2 separate regions of the Canis lupus genome follow, and region 2 is linked to region 1. The links are chromatin contacts, called in public Hi-C maps. All regions are on one chromosome and are shown on one strand. The core of a region is the stretch at or near the end of the contact, and the rest is flanking DNA. Distances in the headings are between cores, read along the strand shown. Region 1 holds the start of FOXO1 (forkhead box protein O1). Region 2 has its middle 450 kb from the start of FOXO1.

Evidence for each region. A called contact is a pair of places that touch in the nucleus more often than the background predicts.
Region 2: a Hi-C map of blood shows a contact between it and region 1, with 2.0 times the contacts expected there. The contact joins the enhancer-like site here to the promoter of FOXO1 in region 1. A contact is called at or near these places in 2 of 9 Hi-C or Micro-C datasets (amygdala and blood).

The regions. Positions count from the first base shown.
Region 1 is chr25:661,267-665,212 of UU_Cfam_GSD_1.0, forward strand. It overlaps FOXO1 (forkhead box protein O1), which reads left to right and starts at 2,158. Exons shown (of 3, transcript XM_038573152.1): 1 at 2,158-3,081. The coding sequence starts at 2,428.
Region 2 is chr25:1,107,805-1,111,690 of UU_Cfam_GSD_1.0, forward strand. No RefSeq gene overlaps it. Among named protein-coding and RNA genes, the nearest start is that of FOXO1, 450 kb to the left of the region's middle. Within about 2 kb of position 2,632, at least 2 of the 20 cell types and tissues checked have an H3K27ac peak or open chromatin away from gene starts, as enhancers often do. A contact at or near this core is called in blood, where this site is marked.

The DNA of each region.
Region 1 (3,946 bases), core at 908-3,407:
GCTGCCTCTGCAGAGCTTAATTGGAGAGGTTGAGGGTATTAACATTATCGCCTTCCTTTGAGCCCATCATCTGGGTTACTGAGGTCCCCTAGTGGCTAGCAGAGGAGGCCCGAACTGTCCAAATTTGATAGTAAATGCAGAGACCACAAAGAGGAGGGTGAGCATTAACCCTATCCTTAATCCATCAGGCTCATGACCTCCTCCACCAGGCTTCCGTATTGGTGGGAAGCTATTTCAGTATGTGCATTATGAAGAAATACCGGTCTGAACTAGGGAGATGATAGAATTTGTAAAGAAAGAAAGAAATCTCTTAAGTCCTTTCAAACTCTTGTAAATGAGGCCTAATTTTCTTCAGATGCCACTTTTTCTTTTTTTCTAAGAAAGATTTTATTTATTCATGAGAGACAGAGAGAGAGAGAGAGAGAGAGAGAAAGAGAGACATAGGCAGAGGGAGAGAAGCAGGCTCTGTGCAGGGAGCCCAATGCTGCACTGGATCCCAGGACTCCAGGATCATGCCCTGGGCTGAAGGCAGACTCTCAAGTGCTGAGGCACCCAGATGTCCCAGATGCCACTTTTCAATTGAAGAATTACCTGTAAGAAAAAGGGGATTTTTGAAATCGTTGGGAGCTGTCATTTTGGACAAGATATTGAAAACCCTACTGTCAATCTTCCATCCTAAGGGATCCCATCCCTCTGAAAGGAAATGCCTTCCATATTCCTCCTACAAAAGCTAAACAAAACAAAAAGTTGTTTCTTGAAAACCGTTTCTTTTGCTCCCAGAAACATAAGGACCATTGTCTACGGTGGCCCCACTGATCTCGACAGGATGTCCAGGGCCTGGAGCTCAGATGGGGAAGAGTGGGGTGGGCTGGTGGCTTTGGTGGTGGGTTGACAGGAACCTGGGGGTGGGGCAGGGCTGAACCCCAAGTGTGGTCTTACCCCTGTTGCACTTTTATTTCCCGACACCTTACTTCTTCCATCCTAAACAGCAAAGGCATCACAAGAAGTTGGACTTAATCAGGGGTGAGTAATAAAGGACAAGGCTCTGCGTCCCCGCTCTTCTCTGACCCCTTCCCCGCCGCCCCTGGGCTGTCGAGTCTGCGCTTCCCGCCCGGGAGACGTCCCCCGGGGGCGCGCGGTCTGGCCGGAGGCGCTCGAGTCCGCGCGCGTGTGGGCTGGGGCCGCCTTCGGCCCGCGCTGGGCCCCTTTCCCGCATTTCTAGCCTTTTAGGTGGAGAATGGGATGAACCGACTGGCGGCCGCCGGGCCGGACGCCCGGTCCCCCGTGAGGCCGAAGCGCAGAGGCGCAGCTCGCGGGTGCGGACAGGTGGGCGCGGGGCGGGCGGGGGGGGCGGGGCGCTGTGCAGCGCGCGCGGAGGCCGGAGGGCCTGACAGACGCGGCTAAAGGAAACAGAACACGAAAACAAACCCACCGACTTCCCCACGTTTCTTTGCCAAGAAAAAAAAAAGATCGTGGGTGGAGCCGAGAAGGGGGCGATCGAGTGGAACTCCGCGCGGCCGCCTCCCGCGCCCACCCGGCGCCCGCGGAGCGAGGAGCGTCCCCCGGCCCCCGCCCCCGGCCCCGGCCCCCGCCCCGCCACTCCGGGCCCCGGCGGGTCGAGGCGAAGCGAGACTCGCTCCCCTCGAGCTCCCCGAGCGCGCGGCTTTGCGCCGCGGGAGTAAACAAAGTGTCGCCGCCTCCGCGCCGGTTCGCCTCGTAGCAATCAAGACGCCGAGAGGGCGAGAGACTCACAGAAACACTCGAGAGTTACCAGCAAATAATGACAGAGATCCAAAAAAAAGAGAGTGTGTGAAAGAGAAAAACACTCCGCTGCCCCCCCGACCGCGGCCGCCTCCCGGTGGAAGAGCGGCCCCGCCCCGGCGGGCGACCACTGGCGGCTCGAGCGGCGGCGCCGCACGCTCATTGGCCGCGCGCGCTGTCACTCAGGGGCGGGCCGGCGCGCGCGCCGCCGCGGGCGGGGGGCGGTGGCAGATCCCGTAAGTCGGGCGGCAGCGTAGTCGCTGCAGCTGCCGCCGCCGCCGCCGCATTCAACAGGCAGCAGCGCTGCGGCCGCGCGACCGGTAGAGCGAGCGGCCCGCGGCGTCCGTCCGTCCGTCCGTCCGTCCTTCGCTCCGCGGCCCTGTCGGCAGGAGCGCGGCGCCCGCCGCCGCCCGGCCCGGCGACTCCGGCCTGCGGTCCCGCCCGTGCGGCGGACCTGGAAGAGCTTAGATGGTGATGGACCCGCGAAGTTAAGTTCTGGGCTCGCGCTTCCACTCCGCCGCACCTTCTTCCCGGTTTTCTTCGTCTCGAGGCGCCGACCTCGCCCCCCCCATCCCGGGCCGGCTCTTCGCGCCCCTCCCCCTCGGCCCCCCGTGCTGCGCTCGACCCCTCGGCTCTCCTGCGGCTGGGGGAGGGGTGGGGGTCACCATGGCCGAAGCGCCCCAGGTGGTGGAGATCGACCCGGACTTCGAGCCGCTGCCCCGGCCGCGCTCGTGCACCTGGCCGCTGCCCAGGCCGGAGTTCAGCCAGTCCAACTCGGCCACCTCCAGCCCGGCGCCGTCGGGCGGCGCGGCCGCCAACCCCGACGCCGCCGCCGGCCTGCCCTCGGCCTCGGCGGCCGCTGTCAACGCCGACTTCATGAGCAACCTGAGCCTGCTGGAGGAGACCGGGGACTTCCAGCAGGCGCCGGGCTCCGTGGCGGCGGCGGCGGCGGCGGCCGCGGCGGTGGCGGCGGCGGCGGCGGCCGCAGCTGCCGCCACCGGGGGACTGTGCGGGGACTTCCAGGGCCCGGAGGCGGGCTGCCTGCACCCGGCGCCGCCGCAGCCGCCGCCACCCGGGCCGCTGTCTCAGCACCCGCCGGTGCCCCCGGCCGCCACCGGGCCGCTCGCGGGGCAGCCGCGGAAGAGCAGCTCGTCCCGGCGCAACGCGTGGGGCAACCTGTCCTACGCCGACCTCATCACCAAGGCCATCGAGAGCTCGGCCGAGAAGCGGCTCACGCTGTCGCAGATCTACGAGTGGATGGTCAAGAGCGTGCCCTACTTCAAGGATAAGGGTGACAGCAACAGCTCGGCGGGCTGGAAGGTGAGTGGCTTCGGGGCGCACGGCCGGACGGGGCGGGGGCGCGGGGGGCGCGGGGCGCGGGGGCGCGGGGCCCCCCGCCTCCACCTGAGGTCGTGGTGGGGTAGGTGGGGGGCAGCTGGGCGCCCGCTCGGCCTCGTGCGGGCAGCGCGTGCAGGGAGCGCGCCACAAGCGGCAGATGTGCGTGGGTTGGCCCGAGACCTGTCGGGGCACAGGAATCCTAGTGTGGGAGCGCGCCGAGCGAGAGTTCGAGCGGGACGGGGAAGGTGGCTCGCCGGAGAATCAGGGAGTGGGCAAAGTACTAGAAGTGGACGTCAGAGCGGGCAGAAAAGTTCGCCAGGGAAAGGAGGAAGCGGTTTCCTGGGAGCTGCTGCCCCACGGCCGGGGGGACTCCTGCCGCCGCTCCCTTCCCTCCGGGACCGTGAGGGCTGAGGGCGGCTCCTCTCCGCCGCCGCCGCCGCGGCGCGCGTCCCCCCAGCCTTGGGCTGCGCGCAGAGCTGTTTCCGCCGCGCGGGGCGGAGGAGGGCGCGGCGAGGCTCCTCGGGGCCCCGCCGCCCGGTGACCGAGCTGTAGGTGCAGGGGACGGGTCGCGAGCCGGCCCCGGGGGCTGGCAGCGCAGTTTTGGAGGCCGGCGTACGTTTTGCTTTGTTTTGGTTTCATGCGGAGTGGCCTCGAGTACAGGGGGCCGGGGTCCCGGGCGCGCCGAACCCGAACAGCGCATCCAACACGTGCTAAGAGGCGGCCACCGCCTGCGGAGCGCGGGCGCCGGGCGGCGCGGGGCGAGCTAAAGTTCAAGTGTGACCCTCGGCGGGGGCGGGGGCGGGGGCGGGGGGGGGCGGGGCGGGGGCGGGGCGGGGCGGCGGGGCGG
Region 2 (3,886 bases), core at 1,382-3,881, 450 kb after region 1:
CTCTTGGGCAGGCTGGGAGCCTCATCCAGAGCTGACGGGCCCTGGAAAGTGTCAGCTCTTCTTAGCCTGGGTCTGGGTGGCACTGAGGGTAGCTGTCTCTGCCACCTGTGGCGAGGGCCCTGGCTTGGGGGGAGGGCACAGTGGTGCTTGTGAGAGCACGGGGACCACAGACAGAGCTCAGGGTGGGGAGTCGAGCCACGGAGCTGCAGCTCAGATCCATTGCCAGATTCACTGCAGAGGCCTTGGGCAAGAAAGTCCCCTAACTTCCACTTGGTCTCCTTTTTTGTGAAATCAGAGGGTGGAGGAGAGGATACCCCAGATCCCTTTCATGTCCAGCAATGTGTGCCTCTTGGCAGGTAATAACCAAGGACATGGGATAGGAAAACACTGTGGGCTTCCCAGTCAGATGGGCCTCAATTTGAATCCTGACTTCACTGTCGTGTGGTTTTGTTCCAGTTATAAAGCTTCTGTTTCGGTTAAATAATTTCTACCATACAATTATGTAGTGTGAGCATAATGACCTGAATTACAAGAAAGAGTCTGGTATGATTGCTGACACATAGTTTGCCCTTCTAAGCATCAGCTTTTCTTGTAACTTATGGGATAGTCACTGTCAAAAGAAAAAAAGTACTTAATAAAAATCTGCGTTAGTCCAAGAGTCTTGCAATTTAGAAAGAAATTACATAGTAGTTCCACGCCTTAGGTTAGCAATTCCTGGACATTTCATTTCAGGGACAAGTGAAGTTGGAAAAAAAAAAATAGGATTGGTTGCAAGGTTGTCCACTTTTTAATTTTGGCCCAAGTAAGTTGGCTAAAAAACAATTCTCCTCTACTTTTACCATCATTTCAAAATACAAAGGCCATGATGACCATCTTTACTGGGAAAGGACATATGTCTTTAATAAACTGACAAATATATGTCACACATGTATTTTTATTATACATCAGATGCATATGAACATTGTCCTCCTCTTTTCTTCTATCTGTAATTCACCGTGGTCGAGTGACAGTTTGTCCCATTCTGCCATTAATAGAAGATGATTTTGGGAAACCACCACCTTAAGGAATCAATTTACCTTACTTATGTATGTTCATGTGTTTGAGAAACTCATGCCTGCTTTAGTTCCCTTTTTACCTTTCTCTTTAATCTCCCTACCTCTCTGTACACAGATGCAGGCATTTCATTTATGTTGCTATAGCCTACCCAGTCTACCCTGAAGTTTCCAGAAGTGAGCAAAATGCTTTGCAAGCATCATACATTTCAATTCTGTGTGGACCCTCCCCTCTGCCACTTAAAGTAGCCATCCATAGTAGCACACTGAGTCCACCTCCAGGGGAGAGGGCCTGTCCTTGGCCAGCATTTCAGGGCTACCCGGCTGTACCGCCTCTTCCAGCCAGAGAACTATGTATACAGAAAGCAAGGGAGGCCTCCAGCCTTTCCCCCTTCTGTGGATCCACTTTGCTTGGGGTACCTAGGGGGCTTCCAACCCTCTCCTGGTCTCAGCTTAGCTCCTCCTCTATACTGGCTCACTCCGAGGAAACAGGGGCTTTGGGGCCAGTCCTTTGGTTCCTTGCTCCTTTCCCTCTTGGTAGAAAGCAGGAGACCTCTGAGCTCAGCCAAGACTGCTCCCTTCAAGCAGATGCCTGAGCTGCTTTTCATCAGCTGGGAATCTGCCACCCCCAACCCCCCCCCCCCCCCCCCCCCCCCCCCCCCAGCGTCAAGTCCTGGGCAAGCACTAATGGAGCAGGAGCTGGATGGGAAAACTGGACAGCTTTTTGCCTCCTACTGCTTCGGGTTCTCACACTGTGGCCTCATGTGTTGTGAATTACAGAAATACCAAACACACCCACAGTTAAATATAAGTACCAAAATGCTCTTGAATGCCAAGTGTAAGTGACTTTGAAATGCTCTCTTGATTTGTGCTGCCTATATGTGGCTTGCTTCCGTCGGGGCCAACATCCTGAGCTTGGGCTAGCGTGTTCTCTGCTAGCTTGCCTTGTTTTCTGGTGCTTTCCTTGAACTCTCTACCACCAGGAACCAAGGTTGTGCTGGGATCACATTTTCCCTATAAGACGTGTGACCTTCTTGTGGCCATATGTGGTCTTCATGGGAGGTCTCTCCATGGTCAGCAAGGAACACACAGAAAATCCATTAGGCCCAATATCAGATTTCTGGGGTAATAGATGGTGGTGCTACTCCTGAGATCTGTGGCCTCCCAAAGCTGAGTGTGGCTGAGCCTAGCGGTTTAGCTGGTTGGCCTCACAGATATGGGGCATGACGACAGCTCCCTGCTCACCATCTGGGTCCAGGTCCTATAATATGCAAATCACAGTAATGCCCAGAGAGTGGCCCAGAATTTTCCCTCTCCTCTGCTTCCTCCTGACCCAGGCCTGCAGCTCAGTGGGGTCTAGTTCCTGCAGAGTATGGTGGAAGAAGCCGGCAAGGAAGTGGGGTGGGGTACTCATCTAAGCCAGGCTTTATCTCTTTGGGTTTGTGAGTCTCTTTTGAAGTGATTTAAACCAACAAGAAAAAAATGGTGCTTGTTTTTCATTTGGGAGGCTTCAGTTCTAACAAGAAGCTTCTTCAGTGTTAAGAGGCTCACTGAGGTTAGTCCTTTCTCTCTTCATGTGGTTTGCAGTTCTCATGTTTTACTTATTTTTGATGTGGTAGCTGCAGCCAATGAAAGCTAGTCACCCCCCACCCTCACCTCTCCCCCAGCCCCAGTTCAAAGTCATAAACTGAGACTTTTGGGTTTCTGTCTTTAACATTTCCTCCCTTTGACGTTCCTGCGGGGCCAAGCATGTAACTTCCCGTCACTCCCAGGAGCTTCAAATCTTGTGATGTCCTTTGCTCATAAATGGGGGCAGTGAGACATGTGGGAAGGGAGCCAGGTCGGGGGTGTGGGACTACCTGCCTTAGCAGGGATTCCTGAGTGCATACCAGGTGCCAAGCATGTGCTAGGAACTGAAGATCCAAAGACCAACCCAGCAGAAACCCCCACCTTGGGTTCTCCAGCCTTTCTCTGGTCAGAGAGAGGACTCCCACCATGCTCTCTTGAGGGCCATCAGCACCCTTTTACCTGCCAGATCCAAACATCCTTTTCCATTCTCATACTTCTTTACCCTTTCCCAGTTCTGGCCCTGTTGATCACCCCTTCTTCAAGTCATGATTTATTCAGTGGATACTTTTTATATGGCTGATTCGTACACCAATGAACCAAGTAAAGGCATTTCCGGGGCCAGAACATCTGTATTCACATCCAGCCCTGACTTGTCTTCCATATGTGGTGCAGGTAAGTTATGCAGCCTCTAGGGGCTCAGTTTCTTCACCTATGAAATGGGATTAATATTACCTACGTCATAAGGTTTTGTGAAGATGAGCTAAGGTAATATGGAACATGTGTCTGGGGTAATGCCCTGGCATGTGTAGGTGCTCAACAGACACTGGCTACTGTTAATATTATGATTAGATGCTGTGCTAAGCACAAGGAATACAGTTGTGAACCTGACAGTCATGGTTTCTGCCCTCATGGAGCTTGTAGGCTGTTCCACGAGTGTGTGCCAGCATGGTAGTGTTAGAACTGTTAAGTACTACCGAGCCATGCTTCTGACAGCCTTGCTATGGTGCTGTCTCCCAGAATCTCCAACTTTTCTTCCTCTACCTCTGTCACTGATTCGTCTTTCTTTTTTCTGCCACAAAGCAGTGATGCCACAAGATACTGAGGTTATTTCTGCCCCTTGCCCCCCACACCCATTTCAGCTTTCCATGGGAGCTGGCAGTGAAGGCTCAAGAGGAGTTAAAGGCTTGATGCCTGCTTAATCCGAGTCATCCTGAGGTAGGTGTGGGTGGTGCAGGGAGGTGCTTTGGGTGTGTGCATGCATGAAG